2 separate regions of the Zea mays genome follow, and region 1 is linked to region 2. Evidence: chromatin contacts called from public Hi-C data. All regions are on one chromosome and are shown on one strand. Each heading gives the region's core, a stretch centred on a gene start, on an enhancer-like site or on the middle of the called end of the contact. The rest is flanking DNA. Distances are from core to core; before and after follow the strand shown.

What was found. A called contact is a pair of places that touch in the nucleus more often than the background predicts.
Region 1: a Hi-C map of ear shows a contact between it and region 2, with 4 times the contacts expected there. The contact joins the promoter of LOC100274530 here to the promoter of LOC100191140 in region 2. A contact is called at or near these places in 2 of 25 Hi-C or Micro-C datasets (ear and tassel).

Annotation. Positions count from the first base shown.
Region 1 is chr5:86,801,048-86,807,442 of Zm-B73-REFERENCE-NAM-5.0, reverse strand. LOC100274530 (60S ribosomal protein L27a-like) reads left to right here and starts at 4,976. Exons shown (of 1, transcript NM_001148887.1): 1 at 4,976-5,678. The coding sequence starts at 5,025. The coding sequence ends at 5,465. LOC100191193 reads left to right here and starts at 6,272. Exons shown (of 7, transcript NM_001136628.1): 1 at 6,272-6,395. The coding sequence starts at 6,298.
Region 2 is chr5:86,243,316-86,249,579 of Zm-B73-REFERENCE-NAM-5.0, reverse strand. It overlaps LOC100191140 (camouflage 1), which reads right to left and starts at 4,648. Exons shown (of 5, transcript NM_001136576.2): 1 at 4,320-4,648; 2 at 3,144-3,549; 3 at 2,437-2,640; 4 at 1,574-1,751; 5 at 998-1,477. The coding sequence starts at 4,483. The coding sequence ends at 1,359. LOC100275043 reads left to right here. Exons shown (of 4, transcript NM_001149243.1): 3 at 160-323; 4 at 516-824. The coding sequence ends at 581.

The sequences.
Region 1 (6,395 bases), core at 3,727-6,226, 560 kb before region 2:
TGAAATGTTATGAGCATTTGATGCAATAGGAGATTTCTTTTTAGGCATTTTAACATGGGTAGAACGCCTAGAGCTAGAAGCATCATTCTTATAAATAAAATCATGGTGAGAAACAGAATGAGTCTTCTTAGCATGAATTCTCCTAATCTTATCCTCAGGATAACCAACAGGATATAAAATATAACCCTCGTTATCCTGAGGCATGGGAGCCTTGCCCTTAACAAAATTAGACAACCTTTTAGGGGCATTGATTTTGACATTGCCTCACTGTTGGAAGCCAATGACATCCTTAATGCCAGGGTGTCTCCCATTATAAAGCATACTACGAGCAAATTTAATTTTTTCATTCTCTAATTCATGCTCTGTAATTTTAGCATCCATTTTTGCTATATGATCATTTTGTTGTTTAATCATAGCATAGTGATCATGGATAGCATCAACATTAACATCTCTACATCTAGTGCAAATAGAGACATGACTAACAGTAGATGTAGAGGGTTTGCAAGTATTCAATTCATCAATCTTAGCATGTAAAATACAATTCTCATCTCTAAGATTGGAAATATAAATATTGCAAGTATTTAAATCTTTAGCCTTAGCAATTAGTTTTTCATTCTCAATTTCAAGGCTAGAGAGAGATGCCTTCAACTTGTCAATCTTAGTAATCAAACTAGCATTATCATTTCTAAGACTAGCAATTGAATCATCACATACATCTAACTTCTCAACCTTAGCAATTAATTTTGCATTTTCATTTCTAAGGTTTGAGATAATATCATGGCAAGTGCTTAGCTCACTAGTAATTTTTTCACATTTCTCTACTTCCTGAGCATAAGCATTTTTAACCTTAACATGCTTCTTATTTTCTTTAATTAGGAAGTCCTCTTGGCTATCCAAGAGTTCATCCTTCTCATGAATAGCTCCTATCAATTCATTTATTTTTTTCTTTTGTTGCATGTTTAGGTTGACAAAAAGAGCAAGCAAGTTATATTCATCATCACTAGATGTTGCATATTTAGTGGAGGCTCTAGATTTTACCTTCTTTTTGCCGTCCTTTGCCATGAGGCACTTGTGGCCGATGTTGGGGAAGAGGAGGCCTTTTGTTGACAGTGATGTTGGCGGCGTCCTCGTCAGAGGAGGAGTCGGTGGAGCTCTCATCGGAGTCCCACTTCTGGCAAACATGGGCATCACCGCCCTTCTTCTTGTAGTATCTCTTCTTCTCCTTTTTCTTTCCCCTCTTGTCGTTGTCCCTGTCACTATCACTAGATAATGAACATTTTGCAATAAAATGACCGGGCTTACCACACTTGTAGCAAACTTTATTGAAGCGGGGCTTGTAATCTTTCCCCTCCTTTGCTTGAGGATTTGGCGAAAGCTTTTGATGATTAGTGTCATCTCCTCATTGTCGAGCTTGGAGGCGTCGATGGGGAGCCTACTTGATGTAGACTCTTCTTTCTCCTCCTCCGTTACTTTGAAGGCAACGGGTTGCACCTCGGGTGTGGAGGTGGCGCCTCGCTCGATGATTTGTTTGGAGCCTTTGATCATCAACTCAAAGCTCACAAACTTTTCTATCACTTCCTCGGGAGACATTAGCTTGTATCTAGGATCACCATGAATTAATTAAACTTGAGTAGGGTTAAAAAAACGAGTGATCTTAGAATAACCTTGACCATTTCATGGTCATCCCATTTGGTGCTCCCGAGGTTGCGCACTTGGTTCACCAAGGTCTTGAGTCGGTTGTACATGGCTTGTGGCTCCTCCCCTTGGTTGAGCATGAACCGACCGAGCTCCCCCTCGATCGTTTCCCGCTTGGTGATCTTGGTCACCTCATCTCCTTCGTGCGCGGTCTTGAGTATGTCCCAAATCTCTTTGGCACTCTTCAACCCTTGCACCTTATTATACTCCTCTCGACTTAGAGAGGCGAGGAGTATAGTAGTGGCTTGAGAGTTGAAGTGCCGGATCTGGGCTACCTAGTCCGAGTCATAGCCTTCATCCCTCACGGATGGTTCCTGCGCTCCAAACTCAACAATGTCCCAAATGCTAGCGTGGAGTAAGGTTAGATGGTGCCTCATTTTATCACTCCACATATAATAATCTTCACCGTTAAAAACCGGTGGTTTGCCTAGTGGGACGGAAAGTAATGTAGTACGTTTAGAAATACGAGGATAGCGTAAGGGGATCTTACTAAACTTCTTGCGCTCATGGCACTTAGAAGTGACGGACGACGTGTCAGAGCTGGAGGTGGAAGGCGACGAAGAATCGGTCTCGTAGTAGACCACTTTCTTCATTTTCTTCTTCTTGTCGCCACTCCGGTGCGACTTCATATGGGGAGGTGATTACTCCCTCTTCTTGTTGCCGGACTCTCCCGATGGAGCTTTCCCGTGGCTTGTGGCGGGCTTCTCGTCGGTCACCATCTCCTTCTTGGCGTGAGCTCCCGACATCACTTCGAGCGGTTAGGCTCTAATGGAGTACCAGGCTCTGATATCAATTGAAAGTCGCCTAGAGGGAGGGTGAATAGGCAAATCTGAAATTTATAAACTTTAAGCATAACTACAAGCCGGGGTTAGCGTTAGAAATATAATCGAGTCCGAAAGAGAGAGCAAAAACAAACCACAAGCAAATAAAGAGTGTGACACGGTGATTTATTTTACCGAGGTTCGGTTCTTGCAAACTTACTCCCCGTTGAGGTGGTCACAAAGACCAGGTCCCTTTCAACCCTTTCCCTCTCTCAAACGGTCACTTAGACCGAGTGAGCTGCTCTTCTCAATCATTTGGGACACTTAGTCCCCACAAGGACCACCACACAATTGGTGTCTCTTGCTTTGATTACAAAGATCTTAGGAACAAGAAATGAGGAAGAAGACAAGCGATCCAAGCGCAAGAGCTCAAAAGAACACGACAAAACTCTCTCTTCTAGTCACTATTGCTTTGAGTGGAATTGGGACTTGGAGAGATTTTGATTCACTCTAATTGTGTCTTGTATTGAATGCACTAGCTCTTGTATTGAATGTTGTTTGCTGAAAACTTGGATGCCTTGAAGTGTGGTGGTTGGGGGTATTTATAGCCCCAACCACCAAAGTGGTCGTTGGGAGGGTTGTCTGTCGACGGGCGCACCTGACAGTCCGGTGCGCCAGCCACGTCACCCAACCGTTAGGGTTCGACCGTTGGAGCTCTGACATGTGGGGCCACGGACAGTCAGGTGGTGTACCGGACGGTCACTGTTCATTGTCCGGTGCGCCTTCTAGCGCTGCTCTGACTTCTGCGCGAACTGTCCACGCACTGTAGCTCACTGTTCACCTTTTGCAGACGACCGTTGGCGCAGTTAGACATTGCTCCGCATGGCACACCAGACAGTCTGGTGCTACACCGGACAGTCCGATGAATTATAGCGGAGCGGCAATTCCAGAAAACCCGATGGTGGCAAGTCTGAAGTTGATCTCCCTGGTGCACCAGACACTGTCCGGTGGCACACCGAACAGTCCGGTGCGCCAGACCAGAGCAGCATTCGGTTGTCTTTTGCTCCTTTTTATTCGAACCTTTTCTTGGACTTTTTATTGGTTTGTGTTGAACCTTTGGCACCTGTAGAACTTATAATCTAGAGCAAACTAGTTAGTCCAATTATTTGTGTTGGACAATTCAACCACCAAAATCATCTAGGAAAATGTTTGACCCTATTTCCCTTTTAGTTTCCCATTAGTTGCTTGCTCGTATTAACTAGAGAATTTATATCTCTTGTCATATTGATTAAATTTCTCTAGTCTCGTTGATTTTAGTCAAAACCGTCTATTCATCCTGTCTAGCCAGTGTCCTAAATCCTACACCATCGGAGCGTAATATCCTACTCCAATGCAAATTGTATTGTTGAGAGTTTAAGAAAGCCTAAGTCTAGGTAGAGATGTCTCTGAAGGAGTTTAAGTGAGCTTGTCCTCAAGAGAGCTTGAGAGAGCTCCTAGGGTCTAGTCCACGTGGACGTGGTCCCTTGTAATGTATGTGCCCTCTCCTTTATAGGCTAAAGGGAGCACATACAAGAAAGCCAGGACCCAACATGTGGGTCCAAGAATACTAAAATATGAAGCACGATGCGACGGAAAGAGTTGGTGGACCAAGATCTTCTCCCAACATAAAGCACAACAATGTTTTATATTAGTATACAGAGGCGAAAGAGAGGTCTTTGTTTAAAATTATAATATGTTCAGATTATATAATATAACTTATTTTGAATTAAGTACTAATTCAAAATAAGTTGAATTATATATTTTGGACAGATTACAATTCGAAATAAATATTTAAGTTGAATTATATAATTTGGACAGATTATAATTCGAAATAAACATGCCAAAATGGATCAGATAGCGATAAAAAACACAAGACTCACACGACTTATTAAACACTTTTTGTCTCTACGTTATGCTATATATTTAAAATTTCTTTTTTATTTGACCGCGTGTTTAAATCATGTAGCTGTTTGGTCGAACGACGCCCGTATATTTTCTCTTGGCTACAAACCAACTAGCTGCCGTAGCCCGTATTCATTGTTTTTTTGTTCAAAATATGTGGCAAATTTCATGCCGCAAATTCGAAATCTGTTGACCAGTACTCCAGCAGTAATGCCACGACATGTACCACATTCCTGCTCTTTTTTGTTTTTGTTTTGTGTTTGTGTGGCTTTTCTGGTTCGAAAGACGGATTAGACCAAGGTATCAAATTTGGCTTCCGCTAGCTGCCCATCTCGAAACAGCATGAACCGGCCCGATGACGCGCCTCAGGAGGAAGACAAATGAAATACCATAAATCCAGGCTCAGCCCGAAATTAACCCAATAGCAGCCCAAAGCAAAACCCCAGCAGGAAGCAACGTCGACGGCCCATTAACTCCAACAGTCCCAGGACCCCCCTGCCCATCCGACGGCGATCACGCCTCGCGCTCGCCAGGCCTTATAGTACCCCTATCCTAGGGTTTACTCGCTCCCATCCACTCCCAAGTCCCAACACCCGTCGGCGTCGAGCAGCGGCAGCGGCGGCGGCGATGACGACGAGCCTGAAGAAGAACCGGAAGAAGCGCGGGCACGTGTCGGCGGGGCACGGCCGCATCGGCAAGCACCGGAAGCACCCGGGAGGCCGCGGCAACGCCGGCGGCATGCACCACCACCGCATCCTCTTCGATAAGTACCACCCGGGCTACTTCGGCAAGGTGGGCATGCGCTACTTCCACAGGCTCCGCAACAAGTTCCACTGCCCGTCGGTCAACGTGGAGCGGCTCTGGTCGATGGTGCCCGCCGGCAAGGCCGCGGAGGCGGCCGGCGCGGACCAGGCCCCGCTCGTCGACGTGACGCAGTTCGGCTACTTCAAGGTGCTCGGCAAGGGGATGCTGCCGTCCAGGCCCATCGTCGTCAAGGCCAAGCTCATCTCCAAGGTCGCCGAGAAGAAGATCAAGGCTGCCGGAGGCGCCGTCCTGCTGACCGCTTAGGTCCTTTTGCATCTTGTTTCAACTATCTGCGCTAAGAAATATTCTATCTTTTTTTGGGTGGATCTATGAGACCCTGGTTTTGAGCACTTGGTAACGAATATGAGTTCGATTATATCGATGCTGCACACCTCTTGCTGCATGTATTATTCATTCTATGCAGTTGCAGTTCATGTGGGCTGTGCTACTGAGATATGAAATGTTTTGGCATTTTTCTGATACGTCTAATTGTGGCCTTGTGGTCAGGCATTGCCCTCCTTTTTTCTGGTGTATTGTTGCAAAACAACAAAATCAATTGATTTCAGTCTTGCCCACTAATTTTCTGGCGTATGGCTGCAAAACAACAAAATCAATTGAAAGTTGTCGTCTATTTTATCTTTTTATGCTATGCTCCTAAGAAAATCAATTGCTGGACAACCATGTGTTGACACCAGCGACGGTAGATACAAAAATAACGAGAAACTTCTATGCATGGCCGCATAATGCATATACAAAAATAGAGCTAATGTGAGTGGGGGAGGAGCCGAGGACAGGTGAATCCGTAAATCTGGCTCAATGCAAATTGTTTCAGCTGCATTTTATTATATCCATCATTTGAAACACCCGATGATGAATTTTCGCAAAACATTCGACGACAAACATTCGGATTAAAACGTTCGGCCCGAGCTGGGCAGGAAACAAGCCCGGCCCAAAACACTCGACCACAAACCCATCAAGGTCGGGCCCACGTGAGGTCCCTCGCCGGCAGTAGCTGGCCGTGGACAACGCCACGACGACCCCGACCAGAGCCAGTCCGCTCCGCTCCACCCCTTGCTCACCTCCGCGACCCGCACCAATGGCGACGCCCACGGCCCCATCCCACTTACCCCTCGCCACCGCCTCCGCGTCCACCTCCTTCCCCGACCGCTTCCTCCGCACGCCGTGCGCGCTGCG
Region 2 (6,264 bases), core at 3,399-5,898:
GACAAACCTATCAGGCTATCACAACCCTCCTCCTGTTCCTCCCTTTCCACAAGTTCGAGTGGTAACAATCTGTCATTCTATATCTTCAGTAGAAACTGTGAATTCAACAGAAGTACTGCAGTTTGACCATGTTTATGATGCTTTTAACATTCTCTGTAGGTTATGTATTGGAGAAGAGTCGCGGACAGAATTCAGATGCTGAAGTCAGCAATTTTACATCCCGAGCTGAATTCCAGAGCATAACCTACTGGAATCACGATACAGCGCCATCAGCAGAGGATTCCCTCCCGAGGTGCTTCCATTGGCTTACCGTCGCTAATGCGGTGAGCATTATTTCTTCACCTAACGATCTGTTTGTTTTCCATTTACGCAAATTTGTTTTGCTTCCGCCGCATCAACTTGTTGTGGTTAGCTATATGCAGTAGGCCACATAAATCAATAATCACTGAAACAAAGGAAGTGTCATCACATAGACTGACAGACATGATCCTAATTTTGGCTTCCTGTTTGTACAGATGCATAGAGCAGTGACTGCTGAAGACCTGACTAACATGGCAGCAATGCAGAATCAGGACAAGTAGATTCGTTCTATAACGAAGCCATGCAATTTCGATTTGGTGAACCATCTCGACAAAGGATCTTGTAACAACCAACATGTTATTTGAACGCATCCAGTAGGTAATGTTTAGGCTTTGGGGTAAGATGCTTCAGGAGATCCTTGTTCAGTAGCATCTGAAAATGTCTGGGTAATTTAGATTGGGACCTGTATCAGACTATCAGTTATCTCCAATATTGTGAAAGAGTGCCGGTGTTGCCTTTGTGTTCATCTTGCCTCTATGTGATTGCAGAAAATAATAATAAAAAGGAATCATATTTGTTTAATTTTTTTAAAAAAAAAAACTGGAACATTTAGGGGTGTATGTGACATTCATGAAAGAGGCAGGTTTCTCCATTCTCATTTCCCCCAAAGAGGGATGTGACATTCATCAGGTTCATCTGAGAATCAATCAACAAGGCTAATTTTCCGAAGAATAGGAACATCGAATCTTACTCCCATGGTTATCATGAGCTCGCTCAAATATTCTTGAAACAACAACTATCTGCAGAGTCACATCAACTTCGACACAACATAGCTGTGCAGATACCGGCTCTCTCTAACCCAGAGTGCTAAAAGAACATGAGAAACAACAAAAGCTGAATGGGGCTGCTCAACATGAGTGGTAGTACAAGGCTCTAGCAGGAACTAGTAGTAGGAGAAAAAAAGAAGAAACAAAAACAAACCCCTCAACAACCTACTTTGGCCCTCGTTTTCAACCGAAAGGGTGCCAACTGAAATCGCGCATGGCCGCACATTCTGTTCATTGAAGGCTATCGAAGAAGCCAGGCCCAGCCTTCGCCTTCAGCTCGTGGCCAGCGTCTTTGCCCATCTCGACCATGTCGTCGAAAGAGTACGGTCCACTTCTTGCCGTCTCAAATACTGCAAGAAGAACCACGCAAGCAACAAAGCGATGTCATTCGATGACAAACAGAACAGGACCATTTTAAGATCCTCTCGATCGAAAATCGAGGATACCTTTAGATCCGTCTGGTGAAGACAGTAGGCCCCGGAATGAGCAGTTCCCGTCCTTGTCACGGTAAGCATAGGCCGCAATTGGAGTTCGGCAGTTGCCATCAAGAACTGCCAAGAATTCTCTTTCGCATGTGACAGCTAGTCTGGTATCCTCGTGGTTCAACGAGGACAGATACTCCATCTGCAGAAAAGAGGGCAAAGAATGGCAGATCTTATCATTTTCGGATACATATAGTGTTAAAAAGAAAGCCATGAGCAAGCAAGTGCCTGCCATGCTCTGCGTAGCTGCATAGTACATTCATGTACATTGCGGAATAAAACAACAATGCACACTCTGAAATAAGAAAAATAAAGGCCTACTGTAAGGCATAGTTGCAAAGATTAAATGCTTTCGGAAAAGCCACAGCATGCAACATGGCCATGATAAAAAAAGCAATAAATAAAAGATATTTGTTAAATAAAAATGCAAATAGTGGCATGACAAAGAGACATATCTGTGTGGCCTCAACAGCAATATATATACCTAGAATGGTTATTATTCAGGACCATAAAATGGTCAGACCCTGTCACCAGGGGGCAGGTCCACAGTATTAGTAATTCTGTCCCCTGACAGCAATGACCTGTGTAAACTCAATGAAAAATTACTGTGGGCAAAAGGGGCAATGACACAGCATGTCCATCATAGCTACGCTAGCGACATCAATGGTTCCTAATTCTAGATCCGCCCTTGCTTATCAGTTAATCAAAGTGGCATGCAAAGTCCGATAAAGAAAAGACAGCAAAGCTAGTGTCAGATTTGTACATGGAATCATGCAAGCATCATGTTTTCTCCATTTACCAGCATACTGCAACACTGGACGCCTTACCATTTTGTCATCGTTGCTTCGGCAAGCGATTCCAATAGCACCTTGGGCAACTGCCGGAAGCATTTCTTCCACTGATAGTACAGCTGTTGCATTTTCTGCCATTTTTAGCCGCCTTAATCCAGCCAGCGCCAACAATGTAGCAGACACATCTCCTTCCTTGAGTTTCCTTAACCGTGTCTGAACATTTCCTCTGAAGTTAACTACCTGCAAAACATTGAATACTGTTACTTAAGCGAGACTAATCAAGGTCAATGCCTAATCATAACACACTTCTAAATATTTTTTTAAAAATACAGATACAGGCTTCTAAATATTTAAGTACAGGACTAAGGCAAGAATATACAACTGTCAACCGGACAAAATACTCTTTATAACAAAAGAAAAAGAAAATTGCAATAATGCCTCTAGGATGGACATTTTTTCACATGTATGACATTGAAAACAACAGCTTCAGAATCATACAAATGAAAAATGTACATATTGGTAAGAGTTTTTTTAACAGTTTATAATAGAGTTAAAAACTGCAGCTGATAGAAAGAAGATCTATGTTCTAGACTTCAGAGAGTATGCAATGGGGGGGGGGGGGGGACACCGGACTCACAATACTGGGAAGTACCTATGAACACATCAGTAAATCTGGTAGCACTAAAATCACAAGTATAGGGGGTGAGGAGGGAAAGTGTGATGAGCAAAACCATCATACTTACTTTCAGTGATGGATATCTGTAGAGAATCTGAGATTGTCTCCGCAAGGAAGCACTTCCAACAACACTGCCAGCAGGAAGCTCCGCGAGCGAATTTGCAGTCAAGCATATGAATGCATCTCTTACATCTTCTCGTGGGAGGTTACAGGGCAATATTGTGCCTTCAGGTAGATATGTTGGAACATCTTTCATAGAGTGCACAGCTATATCAATCCTTCCCTGCAAGAGTGCATCATCTATCTCCTTGGTGAATAAACCCTTGCCTCCAATATCTGCAAGGGGTTTGTCCAAGATCATGTCTCCTGTGGTCTTTATGATGACGATCTCAATAGCCCCCTCCTCAGCTAACTCAGAGTGTGCGGCTTTCAGTTTTTCCCGAGTTTCATGGGCTTGTGCAAGAGCCAGAGGACTGTCCTAAATAACCAATGACAAGAATTACAAAATTTGCACATTCCAAATGAAAAAAAGAAACAAACAACACTTTAAAATGAAAACTTGGAAAGTGGAATGAACAATTTGTTTTGGCAGCAACTGTGAATTTTCTTTAGTAACTTTTTCTTGCTGCTTTTTAAAACGAATTCTTGAGTAACTTTTTTCTCAACATAAGGAAAATGTCTAAAAGGCGTAGAATTTCCACAAGATCCAAGAAAAGTAGTAAATTGGTTAAAACCGAGTCAAGGCAAAGACTGATAAAGACAACACCCTTGTAAACGCTAACATGAAACCACTAACTAGCATGAGAATAGCACAAGAACAATCCAGCCTCTGGTGTTGGCCCAAAAATAGCAGAGGTGAGATCTAAAACGTAGAATTTTGCCGCCATTCTTTAGCTCTATCAAGGTCAACGCCCAGTTACTACTGATTCGGAATTGCATCCTACAAAGCAAAGAAGCGCATCCTTCCTGCTAACGATTCTCGATGCTCCTTTGAACTTTACCAGACAATCCACAATGTTCAACACCTAATAAAGACGCAGTAGGTTCAGAGCCACATCTCAAAACTCACATTCCCGGACGAAGAGCTAAACGCAGGATCTATCAGGCACTCACAAGTCACAACGCATTGCCGTCCCCAAATTCAACAATTAACAGAACCTAAAGACACGATTTTGACCAGCATAACCACGAATTCATCGTCATCCCAAACAAAGAAACCGCAGAAAGGGTCGAATTCGATCACCTCCCACGCGTCCCAATCCGGATGAGTGAGACCTTGGCCTGAGCGCCGGCCTCCACGGCGACGGCAGCGCGCACGACGGGGCACGGCCGCCGCCGCGGGCGCGCGAGGCAGGTCGGCGAGCCGAGGAGGGAGTGGTGCGCGGTGGTGCATCGCAGCGAGACCATCTCCGGGCGTTTGGAGAAGATGGTTAGAGGACTGGGCGGGCGAGGAAGGGAGGAAGGAGAGGCCGAGATGCACAAGGGAATGCTCTCTGACGAGGTCTGGATTCTGATCTGGGTGAGCTGGTCACGCTCTCGGCTTGGATGAGAAGATAATGTGTCAGGATTGGCCAACCACAGCGAAGCATACTCAGCATGCATAAAACTCAACTTAAACCTAGGGATTTTCTAGATATATTTCCATTTATTTTATTTGTATTTTTCATAAAAAGTTTTCTCATGCTTAGAGCATCTCCAAAAACCTTCTCATATCTAGGGATGAAAACGAATGGAAAAACCCCTCTTCCATTTCCGTATCCGCATTTTTTCATCGGAAACGGGATCGGGTCCGGAATAGTTGGGAACGGAAACGAGAGCGGGATAAACGGAATTGCGAAAATGAACGGAAATGGAAATACTAACGGAAACTCATAATTTAATACAAATAGAAATGATATTAATGTTTGATAGTGATTGATTGGCAGGACAATAACATAAAACAAATAGATATAGAGAGACATCATTCTATTGTTGTTTGGTTGCTAATAGTGTACATTTAGCTACATCTGATGTTGTTTAAGACTTTAGACCACTTGTCATTGAAAAGAGCCGATAGTTACAATGACCACTTGTGCTATAATTTGTCAACTAAAGACATGATACTTTAGTTTATATACTAATGCATATTAGGCTCATCCCATATTTATCAAATACGGAATAAATACGGGTTCATTCCGGACAAAAACGGGATCAAAAAAAATGAACAGAATAAACCATCTCCCGTTTCCATATTTTTTTCGTAAATATGGAAACGGTCGGGTCAAATGTAGAAAATAGTATGAGTCAGAACGAGATTTTACCCATCTGTTTTCAACCCTACTCATGTCTAGGGTAATGATTTTCCTTGTTCGAAAATTTGTATCGCAGCTTACCTTGTGGCTATAGATATATGAGTTTTTAGATTCTCTACTCAAGGGATTCAAACACCTAAGGATCCCACTAATCTAATCATTGATGAAATTTATTTTGAGAAATGGAATTCTAAGGCCAAGAACACTCTATTTAGAGACCTTTGCAAGGATGTTTTCACTAGAGTATGTAACCATAGTGACGTTCATGATCATTAATTCGATATATGTCCACTTTGTGAAGGGACCAAGAGTGAGCGTGAAGAGTATTATCATTTAATCATGAAGAAATTGAATTATTTAAAAATGCTTCCTCGCGAAACTGCAAATGATATGTACTCATAGTTGAATGTTCTTATAGAGGAAGTTAATGGATTGGGGCTCACGCAACCCACACAATGATTATATGTTGTGAGAAAAATCTTGAGTGTTCTCCCAATCAAGAAGTATGGCCATATAGTCATGGTGTTTCACCAAATCGATCTATCCACCACCACCAATAGTCAAATCTTAGGGAAGATTAATGGTCATGAGATGTACATGCACATTCATGGTCAAGACGACTCTTCCTGAAACAATAAGAAGGATTTGTCTCTTAAGATAATCTAGGCACTCAACCACATTTTTTTCTTGGTCCCACTTTCTAGTGTAGATATTTGACATTGCCCCGGCCGGGCACGGTGGCCATGATTTAATGCCCTAAAACTCCTCCCGAAAGGTGCCATGCGCAGCGGAGAGTGGGACGAAGAAGATGGGGGTGATTTTACCTCAAATCGGGGCGGTGGCACCTTGCTCCGACGCAACCCGCGGCGCCCACGGTTTTCTCCAACTACGGCGAGC